Linked DNA regions of Mus musculus: region 2 is linked to region 1. The links are chromatin contacts, called in public Hi-C maps. All regions are on one chromosome and are shown on one strand. The core of a region is the stretch at or near the end of the contact, and the rest is flanking DNA. Distances in the headings are between cores, read along the strand shown.

Region 1 (6,113 bases), core at 98-2,597:
TGAGTAACCTTTTTAATTCCTTCTTGGGCTATGAGCCCATTCCCCAAGTCCACACTTCCACCCTAGATTTGAAGCTCTTGTTAGACATTAGAGTGACTGCTTACTCTTTATTAAGAGTTAGAACTTGCCCTGTCCAACATCCTTTCTCCCTGTTTTCCAAGGCCTACTTCCCTTTTTCTTCCAAGGGACTCCCCTCTCCTTCTCATCCATTTGCCCGGCTGGTAGTAGTGCAAGATGCCTTTTGCCCATTTCAGCCCTCCCCACTGCTACACTCACTTGACAAAACGAGAGCGATTTCCAATTGCTCCAAATTCCTCTTCGTCTGTGCTGGACTCTGAGTCTGAGTCAGGAGGCTCAGTGCGAAGCAGGCGGTGGCTGCCTGAGCCTTGCTTGGTCTTCTTTCTCCGATGGTCACCAGCCAGGCCGATCAACGCATTGAGCTCTTTGCGCTTTTTCATCTTTTTGTGGGGGGTGAGTGGCGGGCCCACTCCTGAGCTGCCAGGTTCGTAGCCAACACCCAACTCTCTCGCTGACTTGGAGCTGCCTTCCAGGGTTGGAAATCCTGGGCCTGAGCCCCCTGATCACTCCCACCCAGAGGTGGGACTGACCAGATCTACTGAGGGCTGGAGAATAGAGCCCAGAGAAAATTGGACTCAGGTGGATGGGGGATGGGGGGTGGGGGAAGTTACATAGAGATGGCCAAGGAACTGGAGATCTAAATGGATAAATTTCTGAAACAACTATTACCTGTCAAAAGGAAAACGAAACAAAACAACCCGCTAAGTCAAGCACGAGATTCTAAGTCGTGTAGGCAACCAATATTTCTAGGAGTGCTCCAGAAAGCGGGAGAAAGATACACAAAACTAAGGTACTTTAGATCTCTGGGACAAGATTCCCAATGCAGAAGGAAAATAAACTTGTTTTTGAATGGGAGGAGAGGAGACTTTGCAGAGCAGGCAGTGGGAACTCGCTGATCCTTAACTGGAGAGGTGGTGACAGGAGAGCGCCAACACTGCCTGGGCGCCTAGAAAACTCCCAGGCCGGGACGCCCACCAGGATTCGGGATGATCACCTTCCCGTGGCTTCTGTCCTGAGTTTGTAGAGACCCGCGCGAGAGGAGCGGGAGCCCTGCTGCTAGGGCCTGGAGGGGGCGCAGTGATGAGGGGTGACCACCGCTCCGCCAGCCTGAAGTGTTCCGCCACCAGCGACTTCCGCAACTCACACGCGCCGCGGCCAGTCCAGCCGCGTCTCCGGCCCCTGCTTCGGTCGCGACTTCTCTGGATGTGCTGGCGGTGGCGGCCGCCGCAGGCTCCAGACCCGGGCCATAGCTCCAGTCTTAGCTCACTTCCCCTTTGGCAGCGGCCCCGGGCAAGGCTTGCCAGTAAGCCGCGCCCCCATTGGGCGCCCCTTGGTGACGTCACGCAGGAGGGCGCGTGTGGTGCTGGGGAGGTGGAACGTTAAAGGGGCCGCGGCTCTGGCTCGTGCTGGGTCTGGAGCCACAGTTAGTAGGCCCCGCCCCTGTCGGACCGCGGCTGACCGCATCAACTTACAGCGGAGGCAGAGTTTTGCTTGCTGAGAAGCAGGGGCGGGGACTGGCACCCGAGGCTCCACCTTCTGAAAAGTTCTTGAAAGACTCCATCCCTCTTACTCTTAGGTTCTTTAGGCTCATTGTTTTAATGGCCCAGTTGAATAATTCATCCGTCCTTCCATCCATCCCTCCACCCATCTATCCATCTATCCACCCACCCACCCATCCATCCAATAAATATTTACTGGTGGTGAAATATCGAGACTATTCTAGCTCTGGGGATGCTGCCATAAACACAATAACCAATGTGTTTTCCTTTCTGTATAGAGTTGCCAGATTTAGCAAATAAAATACTGAACACTAGTAAATTTCCAATACCAGATAAACAGTGATTTTTGGGGAGGGGGGAGGGAGTTGGACAGAGGCTTTCTATGTAGTCCTGGCTGCCCTAGAGCTAGCTATGTAGACCAGGCTGTTCTTGAACTCGCAAAGATCTGCCTGCCTTGGTCCTGAGTTCTGGGATTAATGGCATGCATCCTCACACCTGGTTTAGCTATTTTTTTTTTAAATTATAAGAGCCCTCCAATATCTATGACAACTTCATATTGAAAAATAATTCATTGTTTATCTGAAATTTAAATTCAATTGGGCTTCCTCTATTTTATCTGCTCATCTGCTCCAGCTTGTATTTGAGCATGAAAGCAACAATAGGCACACATATTACACTTTAGAAGTGGATGCATATTATGAAGGAAACCCAAATAAGATAGGGTGAGGCATGCCTGTTGTCTTTGATGAAGGGATTTTTGGGCATAGATCCTTAGGAAGCCAGAGAGTAAGTAAAATGGTATCATGAAGGAGTGCTCAGAAAGACCTGGTTTGGAAAAAAAAAAGTGATAGGAAATGAAGTTACAGAAACATCAGGAAGTAAACCTTGCAGGGTTTTGTAGAAGGAGTTTGAAAAACCATTGAGGAACATACTCTGAATTTTCAGTTTATAGAAGATGACTCTAGGGGCTGCAGAGATGGCTCAGGGATTAAGAGAGCACTGACTGCTCTTCCAGAGGACCTGGGTTCAATTACTAGCATCTGCATGGCAGCTCACAACTGTCTGTAACTCCAGTTCCAGGAGCTCCAAGGCCCTCATATAGACATACACGCAGGAAGAACACCAATGCACATAAAATTAAAAATAAGTAATTTTTTAAAAAAAAGATGACTCTGACTACTGTTTGGAAAATAAACAACAAAAAGAGAGGGAGCCAAGTATTTCTTCGGTCTGGATAGACATGAAGAGGACAGCGGAGTGGCAGTAGTGGGGATGGCCAGTATGCTGTATGCTTCTTGTAGATAGAGTTAAAGATATTTGTCGGTGGATTAGATGAAAGAAAATTAAAAAAAAAAAAAAAAAGGAGCCATGGACAACCCTAGAAGTTCGGAACGGTGCTGTGAGAAGAGCCTTGCCATTTGTCGAGAAGGGGGAAGGTTTGGGGACAAGGTCAAGAAGCCGATGATTTGATATCTAAATTCGAAATCCAGTAGGCTGCTTGGTATTTCCATAGGGAATTCTGGGCAGGAACGATGGCCTAAAATATAAACTGGAAACTCAGCAGACGTCAATGATATTTATAACATGGTGCGTTGAGCTACCTGGAAGGAAACCAAAGTGATTTAAATCCCTATATTCTCACTGTGGCAGCTGCACACTGCCTTTGCCTGAGGAAGCCCTCCTAAAGCCCAGGTGTGTGTCTTGATTTGCCTTTAAGTGTGGAACCCAGTGGTAAGCACCTAATTACAACCACCTGTTAGATATGCGATGGCATGTTCACATATGTGAACAGAGTACTGCAGAGGTAGGAGAGAGCTTTGGAGTCATGAGATTTAATCCTGTTTGCAATTCCAGCTCTGTCGGGAGACAGCTGTTGGACTTTCCTGGGGTTGTTTCCCAACTCTGTACCTGAAATAAACATCTACTTTGCAGGAGACAGTGGCTGATGCTTTTGAAGCCTGGAGTTGTGGTATAGATGCCCCATTTTTTATTGTCCCTTCTTGTTTCTAGAGCTGCTCCAACCAAGCACAGAAGCTACAAACCACATATGCCAAATGTACAGGTAAATGTCCCATTTAGCTTTGTTCTACTTGTTCCCTTGGCACCACTGGCTCCTTACCCAGTAGACACATGTGGCTAGTGGCCATAGAAAAGCACAGTCTCATATCATTCTATCATCACAAACAGTTTTATTGGTCAGATCTGCCCTGGTGCTTTCCTGGTGGGCTGGAAATGGAACGATGAGGTTACCAAACTCACAAACCGTTTCATAGACACAGACACATCTTGTTTATGGTCACTATAATCCACAGGCAATCGAGGTACCTATTCATGGTGGGAGGTCTTTCTATTGTAGATGCTACATCCATACCAAGGGAACAGTGGCTGAGTATCTCAGCTCAATGAGGGCAGGGCCAAGGATGCGCCACCCTCTGCCCTCATGCTGGTGGAGCTGGTATTTCTGCTGAGTCTGCATTTGGTGTCTCTACCTGTTTGGTCTTCTGTCTATCTTTGTTCTGGAGACCACACCTCAGTGTTGGGCAAACATCCCCCACCCCCTCCCCGGATGCTGAGTCACCCTCTAAGCACTGTATACCTGGTAGATATTTTTCTCAGGAGAACTTGGCTGTTTCTCTGGTCTATTTTCTCAGGGATGGGCCCCTCTAGTCCGAGGACCAAGCCAACACCATCAAGGCCAGGGCTCCCGAGGGGCCCATGCGGCCCTGCTTCACTGGGACTTTTGAGGTGATGCCTGCTTCTCCGTTGGGGATGCACATGCTGTTACCCTAATCCTCGGGATCCCCTATTTAAAACTTGCCTGAGAAGCAGCGAGAGTGTGTGCTGGTTCCCATGCTTCAGCATTCTCTAGAAAACCAAATATTCCTTGCTCATCTCAGCACCATCATGATGGAGGTGTGGCATGATAAACTCTTTAAATGCCAAGATGTCACGTAGGGTGGGTGACTGTTATCTACAAGCTTCTGGGAGTTCTCATGGGGTGTGTGTGGGGGGCGGGGAGCGGCAAGATCATTGCTGTCAAAATCACAGCCTGAGCAAGTTAAAGCCACACCTGAGAGCTGTACTACCTTGCAGTTCTCCCTGGAGGACATTCATTTGGGAAAGATGAGAATGGGCAGCGTGCCCAGGATTCTGGTCACAAAGTTGGATGCAGGGCTCCTAATTCCTGAGCTGAAGCTCTTCAAGACTTTAGAACCCTCTTCCCAGGACCAATGTCTTTGAATGCTGCTACTTGCTAGCTGTGTGGTCTTAGACAAATCGCTGAGCCGCTCTAAACTTCAGTATCTATTTCTGTCAAGTACTTTCAATGAACAGAACTCATGATTAGGTACATAATTCGTGAGGAATAATGCATTTTCACTTCAGGCAGGTTTAGTTTAAATAAGGCGGGGAGATAAGCTTTTCTCTTACTATAATTTCCTATGATAATAAGTTTATTTGTTCTCTGTTTAATGTTGTCCTGGTGATATGAAATGCATACAGAGGGTGAATGGCTATAGGACCCTGTCCTATGATTGGGCAGACACACCCCTCCCTTTCTCTTCCTGTTCCTGTAGTGAGGCCCCACAGAATCAGGAAGATGGGAGCGGCTGGGGAGCAGAGAACAGGCAGGCACCTGCCAATTGATCTCAGAGAGGTGGAAGTTTAGAGGTTGACAAGTGGTAAGTCTCTGTGTGAGGCTTTAAATAACCCTGTGCACACTCCTTTATTTTCACACACAGAGCACACTCAGATACAATGAGTCCGAATTTCGAGATGGCCACTACGGAGCAATAAGGCCCAAGTATGAGGTCCTCTGTGTACCTGTGTTGGTTACACACTCGTCAAGCTGGCCTTGACTGTACCTAGCCCACAGAGCAGCTGTACCAATGCCTTGTGCTTGATACACTCACTATAAATGTCCACAGACGTCAGCTATTCCATTAATATGATTATAAATTATTAAATATATTGTCCATTCATCAAACATGCGGGGCTACATCTGTTTACTTAACCGAAAGAACAACGTTTGTTTGCTGCAAGATCTCTGTTTGGCATTGTCTTTGTTGATTCTTTGCTGTTGGTTTAAGTGGGAGGAAGCAAGAAAGATGCTTAAACACTTAAACAAAGTTTAAACACTTAGGTATTAAGACATTTCTGTGTCAAGCCTCACTACAGTAAGTGATTCTTCACCAAATAAGCATGTTATCTTTGACCTAATTATGACACAAATTGATGTTCAGAGATGGAAAAAGACTTGTCTGGGGACACACAGCAAATCAGTGGTTGGCTGCCTCTGAAGCCTGACTTTTTGCACCCGGTACAACAAACTTTGTTGCCTGGCACCTTTATCTGCAGCTCATCTTGAAAGATACCAGCAGCTGAAGCCTCTTACTTTCCTAGAATTGCCTCTTGGCTTCCCCAAGCCCCTTCCTATTTTTTTGCTGCTATGCCAACAGCTGCATCCTCTACCCAGATGATGCTCTTGAGGTCACTGCAAAGTGGAAGGACTGAGTGGTAGAAAAGTGACCAAACATG
Region 2 (6,075 bases), core at 789-3,288, 410 kb before region 1:
GTTTAAAATTATGAATGGTTGGATTGGAAAGATGGCTTAGCAGATAAGAGCTCACATTGCTCAAATAGAACCTGAGGTCAGTTCCCAAGAGCTATATCAGATGGTTCACAATTGCTAGTAATTCCAATTCTAGGAGATCTGAAACCCACTTCCGACCTCTGGGGGGACTTGTGCTTACATATATATCCCCCACAGAGACACACAGATACATAGATACACATGTAGTAAATAAATAAATAAAAATCTAGAATTATGAGTAGCTAAACACACACACACACACACACACACACACACACACACACACAAACTAACAAACAAAAAAACCCACAAAACAAACTGAAAGTGGTTTTTGGGAAGTAGGCCCAGAGCTTTGAAAGAATAGAGGGAAGAGATTTTTTTTTTTCATTGTACATCTTTTTGTAACAGTGGGTTGGAAATACTTGGATTAAAATCCCAAACAGAACAAAACAATCTTTTTTCTTGGCCCTTTTTTGTTGTTGTTGTTGTTTTGTTGTTGTTTTTTTTTCAAGACAGGGTTTCTCTGTATAGCCCTGGCTGTCCTGGAACTCACTCTGTAGACCAGGCTGGCCTCAAACTCAGAAATCCGCCTGCCTCTGCCTCCCAAGTGCTGGGATTAAAGGCGTGCCACCATGCCCGGCTCTTTCTTGGCCCTTCTTTACCTGTAGAATTAAGTCCAAACAGCTTAGAAACATAACCGTGTCACTTAGTGTGGTTCTCAGAACTGTAGCATGGCTATCCCCCTATAGCTTCTTAGAAATGCAGACTCAGGCTGATGAGATAGCTCAGCGGTTAAGAGCACCATCAGCTCTTCCAAAGGTCCCGAGTTCAAATCCCAGCAACCACATGGTGGCTCACAACCATCCGTAACAAAAATCTGATGCCCTCCCTCTTCTGGAGTGTCTGAAGACAGCTACAGCATACACACATATAATAAATAAATAAATCTTTAAAAAAAATGCAGACTCTCAGGTCTGGGGCTGGGGCTGGGGCTGGGGCTGGGGCTAGAGATGGCTCAGCAGGTAAGAGCACATACGACTCTTAGAGAGGACCCGAGTTCAGTCCTAGCACCCATGTTACATAGTTCACAACTCTAAGTCCAGCTTCTAGGGATCTGTTGCCCTTCTGTGGCCTCTAGACACCTGTACTCATGTGTACATATCCCTACATGAACATACTTTTAAAATACTTGTAATTAAGATAGAAAATTATCTTTAAAATTAATCTTTAAAAAAGATTTTAATTCCTGGTAAGGCAGTGGCAGGTGGATTTCTGTGAGTTCAAAGCCGGTCCACTCTACATAGCAAGTTCTAGGCTATGGACCACACAGTGAGACCCTCTCTGTAAAAAAAGAAAAGCCAGACTGTGGTGGCACCTGCCTTTAACCCCAGTAGAGGCAGGAGGATCTCTTAGTTCCAGGACAGCCTGGTCTACAGTGGGTTCTAGGGCTACACAGAAAAACCCTATCTTGGTAAAACAAAACAAAAGCCAATGCAGGACCTCAGGCTCTAACTTGCCAGGGTTTTCAGAGTACCCATATTTACAGTCAGTCTTAGGAAGCACCTCTTTTGTTAGCCCATGTAAGATGAACATCAAGATTTGTGGATTCCTTCAATTTTAATAATGGTTGTTTCTCACTGGCCAGGGGGATTGCCCTTCTATTACTCTTTCAGCTGATTTCTAGATGCTGGGAGGTGTCTGTGAACTGAGTGGCTGTATTCTAGCCCCTGTAACAGGCACAGCTCCTGAGCAGAAAGCCTTCCAAAACCTCTGCAGCCGTGTTACCTCGATTGGGGCTACTTTTCATCCAGAAAATATTTATTAGCTTCCTGCTGCGTGTCTAGTTGGTGCCAACACAGGGAGAAGGCACTGAGCTTTCTTTGAGGTCTTCAGTTCCAAATCCAGGATCACCTAGTCGAACGCCTCCAGGGCTAGAAGTTGTGTGCATACCACTCGGTACCTCGCTCCCCCAACTGCGCGGCTTTTCTGAGCGTTACGGCGCCCTCCTCCTGTTCCCCCACCCCACCCCCCGCGCGGGGCGGGCGGGGATCCACGGGTTTCGCTCCGCGTTCGTAGCAGAGAAGGGAGGACCCTTGGGAACCGGACCCTGGTCGCCCAGTCCTGTTCTGGCTTGGGCCCACATGGAGGGGACCGCGGAGTCCCAGACGCCGGACTTGCGAGACGTGGAGGGCAAGGTGGGCAGGAAGATCCCTGAAGGACTGCTCCGCGGGCTTCGAGGCGAGTGCGAGCTGGGAACCTCTGGGGACGTGCTGCTCCCGGGGGCGCCCAGCACCGGCCACGGCCTAGGGGACAAGATCATGGCGCTGAGGATGGAGCTGGTGAGTGTGGGTGCTACAGGCCACGGGGAACGGGATATTTGTAGGGGCAGGGGCAGGTTCCCGGAGTTGGGCTGGAGAAGAGGGTCCTTCCAAGATCAATCCATACATCCTGGGTTGAAAGCAGAGTGAAGTGACGTCTCATTATTTGTCTCCCAAGGGTGAATGAAGGGTTGATAGGTCCTGAGAACTGAGAGTAGGAGGCACATCTCTTGGAAGTTTTCCCTGCCCAATAATCGGAAGGAGAGAGGCGAGGGCTAAGTAGCACACAAAAAAAACTTAGTACAGCGCAAATTCTTCCCATCGGCATCCGGGGCCACCAATTTCTTCAGACTCCACTATAAGGCAACCGTTTTCTGCCCCCTTCTCTGGCAAACAGGGGAAGAGGTTTTGTTCTTAAGGCCCTAGGGTGTTCGTGTCAGGATTCAGAAAAAAAAAAAAAAAGAGCTTTGGTGAGGTAATACCTGCTGGAAACTGCCTGCACTGGTGGGGCACACTAAAAACCTGTCCTTTTCCTAAGCATCCCACCATCACGGTATTAGACGTTCGAAGACCTTAATAGAGGCACAGTAGCACCACAGTACGAGTTGGTCCTTCACCTGGGGCTCAGTCTCAGACAGAGTCTCAGGGTCTCTGTACCTTCTTGCAGAAAGGGGGAGGAAACAGCCACACCTCCCCACCCCCTTCTCTGGTAGCTGTTGGTCTGGTTTCTGAGCCAAATGGGCAGCCGGGTCCCAGCGGTCTCTCCTGGGGCCCTGGTTCCGGTGAAAGAGATGAATTACACCTGCCACCACTTTGCAGCCAGTTCTGGAGAACTGAGGAACTGCCAGCTACTCACTGGCTCTGAACCAGAAGCCCACACTGGCTTAACAAGTCTTCCTGGGGCCCCACTGTGTGCACAACCTGTGGCAAGCAGATCTGGAAGGGTGGAAGGAAGGACATGGGACCTTGAAGGCAGGTCCAGGGCTTTCATTCTATGGTAAGAGAGGCTAAGAGAACCTTCGGAGCTGAGTGGTCAGAGAGGATCGCTGAGGGCAGGATCTGAATGCCAAGTGTGCATTTGGCTTTGAAGGTTGTATCTGAGTGCCAGATTCTGCTGAGCAGGGCTGTGGCTGTATTCTCCTCTTAAAGAGGTCTGGTTTGTCTCTTTGTACAAATTGCTCAAGGCATAGAGAGAGTTTACCTAGTTTGTCCTTTGAAAACTAAGGTGTTTTGTTTTGTTTTATTTTTGAGATGTGGGCTTACTGTGTAGCTCAGGCTGGCCCCAAACTCATATTCCTCTTATCTCAGGCTCTTGAGTGCTGGAATTATGGGCATGTGCTACCATTCCCTGCTGGAAATTAAATTATACTTAGAATATAAGCCATGTGTTAACATCCAGGATGGTACAAGGTGTTTTTCTTTTTAAAGAACTTTAAGAAACTTTATGTGTAGGAGTATTTTGCTGGTGTGTGTATGTGTGTATCACATGCATACCTGTTGCCCATGGATGTCAGAAAGAGCATCCAATCAATTGGAACTGGAGTTATGGATGGTTGTAAGGTACTATGTGGGTGCTGGGAACCTAACCTGGGTGCTCTGTGAGAACAAGTGCTCTTGACTGCTGAGCCACCTCTCCCCAGCCATTCTTCTCGGAGGTCCTGAGATTGAACCCTCTCACACGCTAGGAGAGCGCTCTACAATCCAGCTGTACCACGGCTGCTATGTGATGTCTCCTCCATGCTTGGCTTGATACATGGTATTTCACAGATGAAAGAATGAGGTAAGAAGAGGTTAAGCAGTTGCCCAAGGTCACTCAGGAAAGTCAAGTCAGGATTGGAGCCCAGATCATCTGGCCACATTCATCATGAAGACATGCTTTGTGCCAGATACTTTAGGCACACTTTGTGTCATTGAAATGAGAAAAGTTTCAAACGCCCATGGGCTTGCTTCTCATACAGGGAATCCGGAGGCCAGCCTGACCTCTGACTCTCATTCTTTATAAACTTTGAGGGAGTACATTTAACTTCTAATTTCGTCTTTTAACTTTTGGCCCATCGAGCCTGGGGTCTAGGTTTCCCATGAACAGTGTACCAGTAGAGGAGGAAGATCTCCAGTCAGGCTCCTTTCTCCCTCAGGCCAGGAAAGCATTGATTTCTTCTTGTACTCTGCTCTACCCTCTGGTTTACTGAAGCACAAGGGTAGGGCAGGAGGTTTGAGGCCAGTAAGGCAGAGCTGACCCAAGCCCTCTGATATGCCCCTCGCCCTGCTCTCCTTGTGTAGGAGCAGACACTTGCCCTTCAGGCTAAGGTCAACCCTGCTGTTGGCTTCCTACTCTTGCTTTGTTTCCCTAGTCTGTAAAGAGCCAGATTCTGAGATGTGTGGGAATGGCAAACAATGGCAATCTCTCAGTCCACCCAAAGAGCTGTTGCTATGAGAAGCCACCCCCACAGAGCAGTTTGTGAGAATGTATTAGGCAAAGAATGGAGGAAAGACATGGGTTCAAATCTTCTCTCTGCTTCTGATGTGTTTGCTGTCTTAAGGAGGGCCCTGTCTCCTCCTTGTCTTTAGGGCTTTTTACCCTTTGGTGGAGGAAATAGGGGATAACTGTAGAACTAGACACCTGTTAAGAGCTTTTATTTTACTGACAATGTTTAATGCCAGCAGTCAGTTACCATGGCTCTACAAATTGGTCTTCCGGCTTTTAACCTGAGGCCCGATTTGGGTTGAACACAGAGGGAGCCCTGCTCTGAACACCTGGGCTGGGCAGAGTCTCATCTACTTAAGGGGAAGAGAAGGAGCCTCCAGGGAAAAGCATTAGGTGGCCTCTATTTATCTTCTGCTCTGTTTCCAAAGAGATGGCATGAAATGAGTGTTTCTTTTTCTATCGAGAAAGCCTTCTGCTTCTATTCTGGGAGATGATGCTGTCACAGTCAGGGAATCCCACTGTTGCAGGATTAAAGAATCTGGTGCTCAGAGTGGTTTCCTAAGCAACACAGTACAACTCAGCCTCTTGAGTCTTGGGGACCAACAGAGAGATCAGATAAATGAAGGGGAGTGAATCACAAAATTGAACTACAGCTATTCTATGCAACCTTAGGCAGAGAACCTCAAATGAATTGGGCAGGGATTGCTCTCAGGGTTAGGGAAGGAAGAGACTGACTGAGGCTTGTACAGGAAGAGAAATGCTGTTGGGGGCTGGGGATGCTCCGATGTTGAGTGCTTGCCTTTCTGAAAGCCCTGAGTTGAATCCTCAGCACTACATAAAACTGGGTGTGGCACGGCATGCCTGTAATCCCAGCACTCTGGAGGTTAGGCAGCAGAATCAGAAGTTCAAGGAAAAATGCTGGAATGAGGGCCTGCCTCCCAGAAGAGCTGACCCGGAGGAGTGACGTGGTGTCAGGTGTTTGCCACCTAGAACTGGAGGAGGGTACATCCTTCGGTTGGAATGTTTCTCTCCACTGTCTAGTCAAGGCTAGCCTAACCAGTCTTAGCTCACGTCTTCCATCTAGGTTTGGGCTATGGCCCTCCGGGTGGGTACAATTCTCTGGAGCAGTTGTTTACCATTTGTCACATGGAATTTGAAAGTTATATTTTCTGTTTGTTTTGCCTGTTTATGTATGTGTGGACCATTAATATGACTGGGGTCTGCAGAGGTCATAAGAGGGCTTCATTTCTCCTGGGACTGGAGTTAAGGATTGTTATGAGACACTATGTGGGGGCGCTGGGAACTGAACTCGGT

The links. Hi-C and Micro-C count contacts between places; a contact is called where the count stands out from the background.
Region 2: a contact with region 1 is called in a Hi-C map of CD8 T cells, with 2.5 times the contacts expected there. The contact joins the promoter of Lurap1 here to the promoter of Efcab14 in region 1. A contact is called at or near these places in 3 of 39 promoter capture datasets (erythroid cells and liver), 2 of 484 Hi-C or Micro-C datasets (CD8 T cells and neutrophils) and 1 of 9 other capture datasets (pancreatic islet).

Annotation. Positions count from the first base shown.
Region 1 is chr4:115,733,004-115,739,116 of GRCm38.p6, reverse strand. It overlaps Efcab14 (EF-hand calcium binding domain 14), which reads right to left and starts at 1,347. Exons shown (of 11, transcript NM_001368627.1): 1 at 277-1,347. The coding sequence starts at 458.
Region 2 is chr4:116,140,579-116,146,653 of GRCm38.p6, reverse strand. It overlaps Lurap1 (leucine rich adaptor protein 1), which reads left to right and starts at 2,038. Exons shown (of 2, transcript NM_026547.1): 1 at 2,038-2,357. The coding sequence starts at 2,160.